Regions from separate parts of the Gossypium hirsutum genome. Here region 2 is linked to region 1. The links are chromatin contacts, called in public Hi-C maps. All regions are on one chromosome and are shown on one strand. Each heading gives the region's core, a stretch centred on a gene start, on an enhancer-like site or on the middle of the called end of the contact. The rest is flanking DNA. Distances are from core to core; before and after follow the strand shown.

Region 1 (3,096 bases), core at 380-2,879:
CGTCAAACCTAGAATGTTTTTGAAAATTGAGAGGCCGAAATTGTGGAAACAAAGATTGTTCACCTTTTATATTTTATTGATGACCATTGCAATTGTTTTAAAATAAGGTTGTAATATGTCCCATGTGTGCGTAAATTAAATACTATGCATTCATTACTTTTTTTTTCCTCCATGAGTGCGTCCTTCAACTTTCCCACTTTAATTTCCTTGAAGATACTAAAAGCAATTGTTTCTGATTTGATTGTTGACAGCAAATCATAATTACATTCAAGATTATGGTGACACTCACAACTGTTGTTACTTACTTTTTCATTGGAATAATTAATTTCTATAAATACACAAATAAGATGATTGTGTCTCAAGATGATTCATTCTGTTGTTCAATGACCGAAGATAGGTAGAAGATGATTAGAGGAATAGTAGAGGTTTACTTAAAGTAGGAAAGTCAAGTATTTTGGGTTGTTCGGGCTCTCATGTTGAGGTCTTAGTTTATATACATGGTTCTTACCCTATCTCAAGGTGCCATGTGGCATTACGTGGTTTGGGCATTGGCATTGGGCAAGTGTCCTATCCCAATTGATATAAGTAGGGTGGTGTTGTGATGTGTATAGAGACTCCTAGGATTGGACAAAATGATCAGCGTGTAAGGCTCGTTTAATATGGTGGTGATTGATATCGATACATTGCAAAGATTTATTGAGTAAAATATCTGCTTGTTGGTCGAAGGGTTGACCCGGCCGCAAAGTGTCCTTGAGCCAAAGCTCGTTATTAAAGAGTTTTAATTAGAGAAGCTTAAGTGAAGTATGAGCTAAATGTTAAGTGGCGAGGTTTAACAATTGTCACTGAAAATTACCCTGTAAAGGAATCGGGGAGAAATAGTAAAAAGAAGATATGTGTGCAATGCAAAATGGGAAGCAAGAAAGCAATAAGAGGAAAATGGTGCGGGTATTCAAAGCATAGAGGATTTTGGTAGGTGAAAATAAAATCAGTGATTTGAAGTCTATAGTGGACCACTTCCTCCACTCCACTCGACAGACACAACGCGGATAGCAAGCTGGATCAACATCCCAATCTCAACCACAGTTTTACGTACTACTACTTTATGTCCACAAAATCTGTTTCATAATTAAAATAGATTAATAATTGCTTTTTCAATTTCGAATATTATTGTATATACCTTAACACCAAATTTTCATCCCCAACACTCAGATGCCAACTTACTATCGGTCCCCGTGCAATCCCTGATACCCCATTCAATTAAGATCTAATTATGCTGTAGTTTCTATACTATTTGCATATTTGACATTTACTGCATGTATTTTTATTTTAAAATATTAGTTCTGTTATAACTCTATCTTGATCTAGACATGTGGGATCACGCGAATCAACTTAAGAAGTATTCTTGGACTGTCCTCCAACTTGCACCGCCAGTGATCAACCACATGCATACTTCATCTTCCATTAGGTTGCCTGCTAAATAGCGGACCCTTCATTAAAAGCGGGTACATACTTATTCTTCAAGATGAGACCATTAAGGTTAATAATCTTGTACTATTTGAGCAAAAGGAATGTCAAGGTAATATTCGCTTAACAACAAACAAGGTGTAATGGCCTTGCCACCTGGCCGATCATGCGCTCATGATATCTTGAAGTTGTCGACGACGTGACACTAGGAATCTTTCCCCTATATATGCCCCAACACATGATGATAAGAGGATCTTCTTTCCCTTTCAACGACCTTAAAGCATCCAACCCAACACATAATCTCCCCTACTCACCTTAAACTCTCTTCTCGTAATTTCTCTCACTTCAGCTCTTCTCCTATCAAGATGAACCGACCTCTTTGTCACCACCATTATTTCCTTCCTTGTTGTATCCCATATCAATAAATTTCTTTACTTTTTTTATTTAAAACTTGAATATCTAATCTTTTGATTCACGAATTGAATGTCAATTTATAATACTATAAAATAAAATCGTTAAATTGAATAATTTAGCATTTTTAAAGTAAAAAGCTAGTCAAGTGGCCATTTTAGAGTCTCATGCATGCCATTTAAGCAAAAAATATAAATGCTAAAGAATCTTACAATATCATATATAGAATAAAAAAAAACTTACAGTCCTAGACTTGACATTTTTATTTTCTTTTTTGGTGAAAAGAAAACAAAAACATAGGGGTCACAAAGACTTAAACCAAAACCCCTATAGAAGGGTGTTCAAATAATTGTAAAACGTCCTCGTTGCTATGATCCATTTTTGTAAGATAATTTGTAACTTTATTTTTTTCTCTGGACACATGTTGGACACGTCATTGAACTATTTTTGCCAGCAACTGGTGGATTCGTCTAACCAAAGCTGAATTCGAGTAAATTAAGTTATTCTCTTGAATAACCTGAACTGCTTCCATACTATCTGTATTAATCAACACTCTGTCAAATCCCTATTCTAATAAAAGAGTCAAGCCCTCAAAGATGCCCCATAGTTCAACCTCCAAAACTTAACAAACTCCCAAAAACTTTTTTGCTTATTTGACCTTTCAAGCATGCAATATTGGCTAGTGACTAAATTTTTTATTTTAAAAAATACCACGTAATTCAATTTAACGAAATTCCTTTGACGGTGTTATCAATTGGACTCTAATGATTAAGAAAATATTGTAAAGGGACTAAATTATCGGGATTAAAAGTATAAAAGACTAATTTTTAAATATGAAAAAAGTAGAAAGACCTAGAACATAATTAGACCTTCCGTATGAAATTGATTAGATTGTCTGATATGATTAAAGTAAGGGTTGAAATCACAAATTCATTGTCTAGAACATTGGATAGATTGACAATACATGTGTACATAATTTCAATGGGCAACTAAGTAGTGATTGTGAATTATAAATTTTGTTTGTTTTTTTTATCAAATAGATTAGTGGTCAAGGCTTTGCGGTTTGACAAAGCTCCCTTTGAATTTCTACGGCTTCTTTTAGTTTGAGTGTGACTTTAAGAGAAGGCCAAGAAGTAAATTACAAATGTAAAGATTTTTATTTTTATTTTATTTAGAAGACGATAATGGAAAAGCCTTGGATTAGGAGACTTGTCAGATGCC
Region 2 (3,386 bases), core at 732-3,231, 87 kb before region 1:
TTTTTAAACAACAAATGTTAACATTATTCTAATTTACCCTTATTTAATTCTTTTTAATTGTATAATAATTAAATTAACTCATTTAATAAAGAAAACTAATTTCATCATGTCCCTCTAATAAATCACTTCTCAAATACAATGATGCAAGGGGATTGAGTGATAGGTTGGTAGGTTTTGGGCCGAATATGAAATAGATTCGTATGCCCAAAAAGGTAAGAATTAGATAGTGGGCATATATTTCATGTGGTGGAATAAAAGTTTGATGGATGGAGAGATTTATGAGAGAATGAGCACAAGGTGGATGGATAAGGTTGAATCAATCTCTTAATCATGGCAGTTATTTCACATGAACCACTTCAACATCCTTTTATTTTATCAATTTGGATTACTGAGAGCACCTCTCTTCAATCGGAATGGGATTTTCCTTTTCTTAGTTACTGATTGTAATTTCATAAATAATTTCAATTTTCAGGAATTTGAGCTTGAAGACCGGGAATCTGGATTTCTTTTTCCATTTTTGTGTTTAGAATTCATTTGATGCGTAAAGAAGATCAATGGCGTATTTATGGGTCTGGCAGGGCCCGAATCTCTTAAAATGAAAAATTATCTATTTAAGCTCTTTAAAAATTTTAAAATTGTAAATTAGTAAATATAAAATTACACTTTAACCCCCTTAAAAATAATAAAATTTTAGTTTAATTCTTTAAAAATTATAAAGATATAAACTATTAAAAATTAAAATTTAATTTTTAACTCTAAAGGTGTTGTAGAACATGATACGAATATGAAATTAGTTCTTTTGTTGTATTATTTTTATTTTAATTACGATTTCACCCTTAAATTAGAGATCACTAAAAATATACGAATATGTGATGTCAATCTGTTTTCTGCAATGGATGGTTTCTGGGCTCCAAGTAGGTTCTTAAATTTAATGTTTTTCACGATAAAAATAATATGGAAGTTTTGTACTAAAAGTTAGATTACATTTTATCTTTTTATTAAAAAATAGATAAATTAATTCTTGTTTCTTAAAACAAAGAGCAAATTAATCATTTTTGTTAAAAATTTCATTCATTTGTATTATTAAAAACTAACATGGCTAATGGAATAACCAAACAGACATGTGACATGCCACATGTACCTCATGTTGATGTACATGGACTAGTTTTTAATAGTAGAAATAGATAGAATTTTTAATAGAAAGACCAGTTTGGTATTTGATTTAACATACATGGACTAATTTGCATATTTTTTTAATAGAGGGGATAAAATTCAATTCAACTTTTCATATAGAGGCCTCCATGATACTTTTACCATATATTTGCTCATGTTATTTAAAATTTAGTGTTTAATAATGTTTATGATTTTATAATTATTTAATCTTAATATTTTTAATAACTTTTATATTTTTAATATTTTTTGGCTGGTCAAATTCAATGGAACACCATTAAATATTTTTGACCAAAATGTATACTAGAAGAATAGTTGATGTAAAAAAAAATGGTTGAGGTGATTATGACAAATCTTTGGACGTTGTAGATTTGCATTTGGGATGGTTCTGACATGCAAAGATTGTCAACATTTGATATTAAAAAGCTTTTAGCTTCTTCAAGTTTGAATATTCATGTAATTTTCAGTATGCCGTAAAAATCATGAAATTTTGGATGTGAAAAGCACCATTATGTCAACATAATGCGAGTAACTTGTAAAAATCATGGAATTTTCATCGGCCACTCTGATGGTGAATGAAAAATGTGCCACAACCCTTCATTGATGATTGAATGCAACACAAATAGCCCTTAAAGCTTTATATATCAAAACAATCATTTGGGGTAAGAGCCGTAGACAGCCTCTTCAAAGCAAGCCCCAAGGGATGCTTCATGATTTTATCATCATCCCTTGATTCAACACAAGCGTCCCTCGACCCTTCTAAGAGTACAATAGCGTCTCTCTGCAATACCAAACCACCCCATATTTATGTGTTACAACATATTTAAGTTTTAAAACATATTTAAGCATCCAATTATGGAAATATATATATATATATATATATATAAGGCTCAAAGAAAAATTACAAAAGAAACAACTTTAATAATAACAAGCACAACAAGCTTCAAGTTTTTAGGACCAATCCCCACATTCTTGTCAGTCCAAGCCCTCTTCAAATATTGGGTCAGTTTAAGAAAAAAGGTTTCAAGTTACAAAATTGGCCCAAACGATCAAGTTAAGGTCCATAACTGCAATTATCCCTTTTGCAAGAGAACCAATGTCTTCCTTCCTTTTATTATTATCTTTCTGACGAACCTGAAATACCAAGTAACTGAAGACAAGACTTAGATCTAGCTAAATTTGATGAAACGGCAGCTGTCACATGTAAACAGTATGCCAATGTAAGCAAACAACTTGCTTTATTATGGTAATCTTCCTTTAACCTTAAAGAAACCCTAATCTCATCATGTTAAGGTTGCTTATATCAGAATCATAATTTTATTCTTTTTTGTTTCTTTCTATATACAGTTCCTTGCTGCAGCAGACTGATGGCTCTAAATCCTAAATCTTACTTTCTTTCTACGGTAATGAAGGAATTATGGCACTATAATCTATGAACAACTTACCTTGCCAAGTAAGGATACAATTGGTTTATTATTTAACAGGCTAAAGCAGGACACCCAAAAAAAAAAAAAGCTTTGAATATGACCAACTAGAAGCAGTGAAATGTTTAGGGTCTGAAGGCCAAAATTTGCTTGCAAGTTAAGACTGACAGCTTGAAATAACCTAATTCAACTTCAGCTATCCCTCCTTAACCTATACTCTTCACTGCTTTTGTGTTAGTAGTTATCAAGGTGGTTTTATCAACATATATAAAATTTTGTAGGTATGAATTTCTGATGAAATTATGGTATGCGTAAATGAGTAATTGAGCTTTTTTGTCATTTTTATTTGGAAATTGTTATATAACATTGCCTCTTCAATACTAAAATACAGCCTCGGATATATATATATATATATATATATCTCAATTCAGTATTTTTGTGTAGGTATAATGTTTATTTTGATCCTTTGATATATTTATTTTTATTATATATATAGAAAGATTTGTATTAGTTGGATTAGAAAGATTTTTATTTATTTATTTTTTGTTAGGCCCATTTGGCCATGAATATTTTCATAATCCTGGTGTGCGGAAAAAAATTATTTTTGAAAATTTAAAAATACATCTATTAAATAAGAATTTAATTTCAACTTGACAAATAATTATGATCGCATTATATTTTATATCTAAATAATTAGATTATGAAATTAGAAATTTCAAGATAAATTTAAAAATATAATATTAAAAATTTCCATAAATAATTTTATTAATTTATTTTCATACATAAAGTGGA

What was found. A called contact is a pair of places that touch in the nucleus more often than the background predicts.
Region 2: a Hi-C map of petal shows a contact between it and region 1, with 10 times the contacts expected there. The contact joins two enhancer-like sites. A contact is called at or near these places in 11 of 34 Hi-C or Micro-C datasets (hypocotyl, leaf, petal and 1 more).

Annotation. Positions count from the first base shown.
Region 1 is chrD04:47,787,589-47,790,684 of Gossypium_hirsutum_v2.1, reverse strand. No RefSeq gene overlaps it. Among protein-coding and RNA genes, the nearest start is that of LOC107899048, 27 kb to the right of the region's middle. Within about 2 kb of position 1,629, at least 2 of the 9 cell types and tissues checked have an H3K27ac peak or open chromatin away from gene starts, as enhancers often do.
Region 2 is chrD04:47,874,391-47,877,776 of Gossypium_hirsutum_v2.1, reverse strand. No RefSeq gene overlaps it. Among protein-coding and RNA genes, the nearest start is that of LOC121216558, 6.0 kb to the left of the region's middle. Within about 2 kb of position 1,981, at least 3 of the 9 cell types and tissues checked have an H3K27ac peak or open chromatin away from gene starts, as enhancers often do.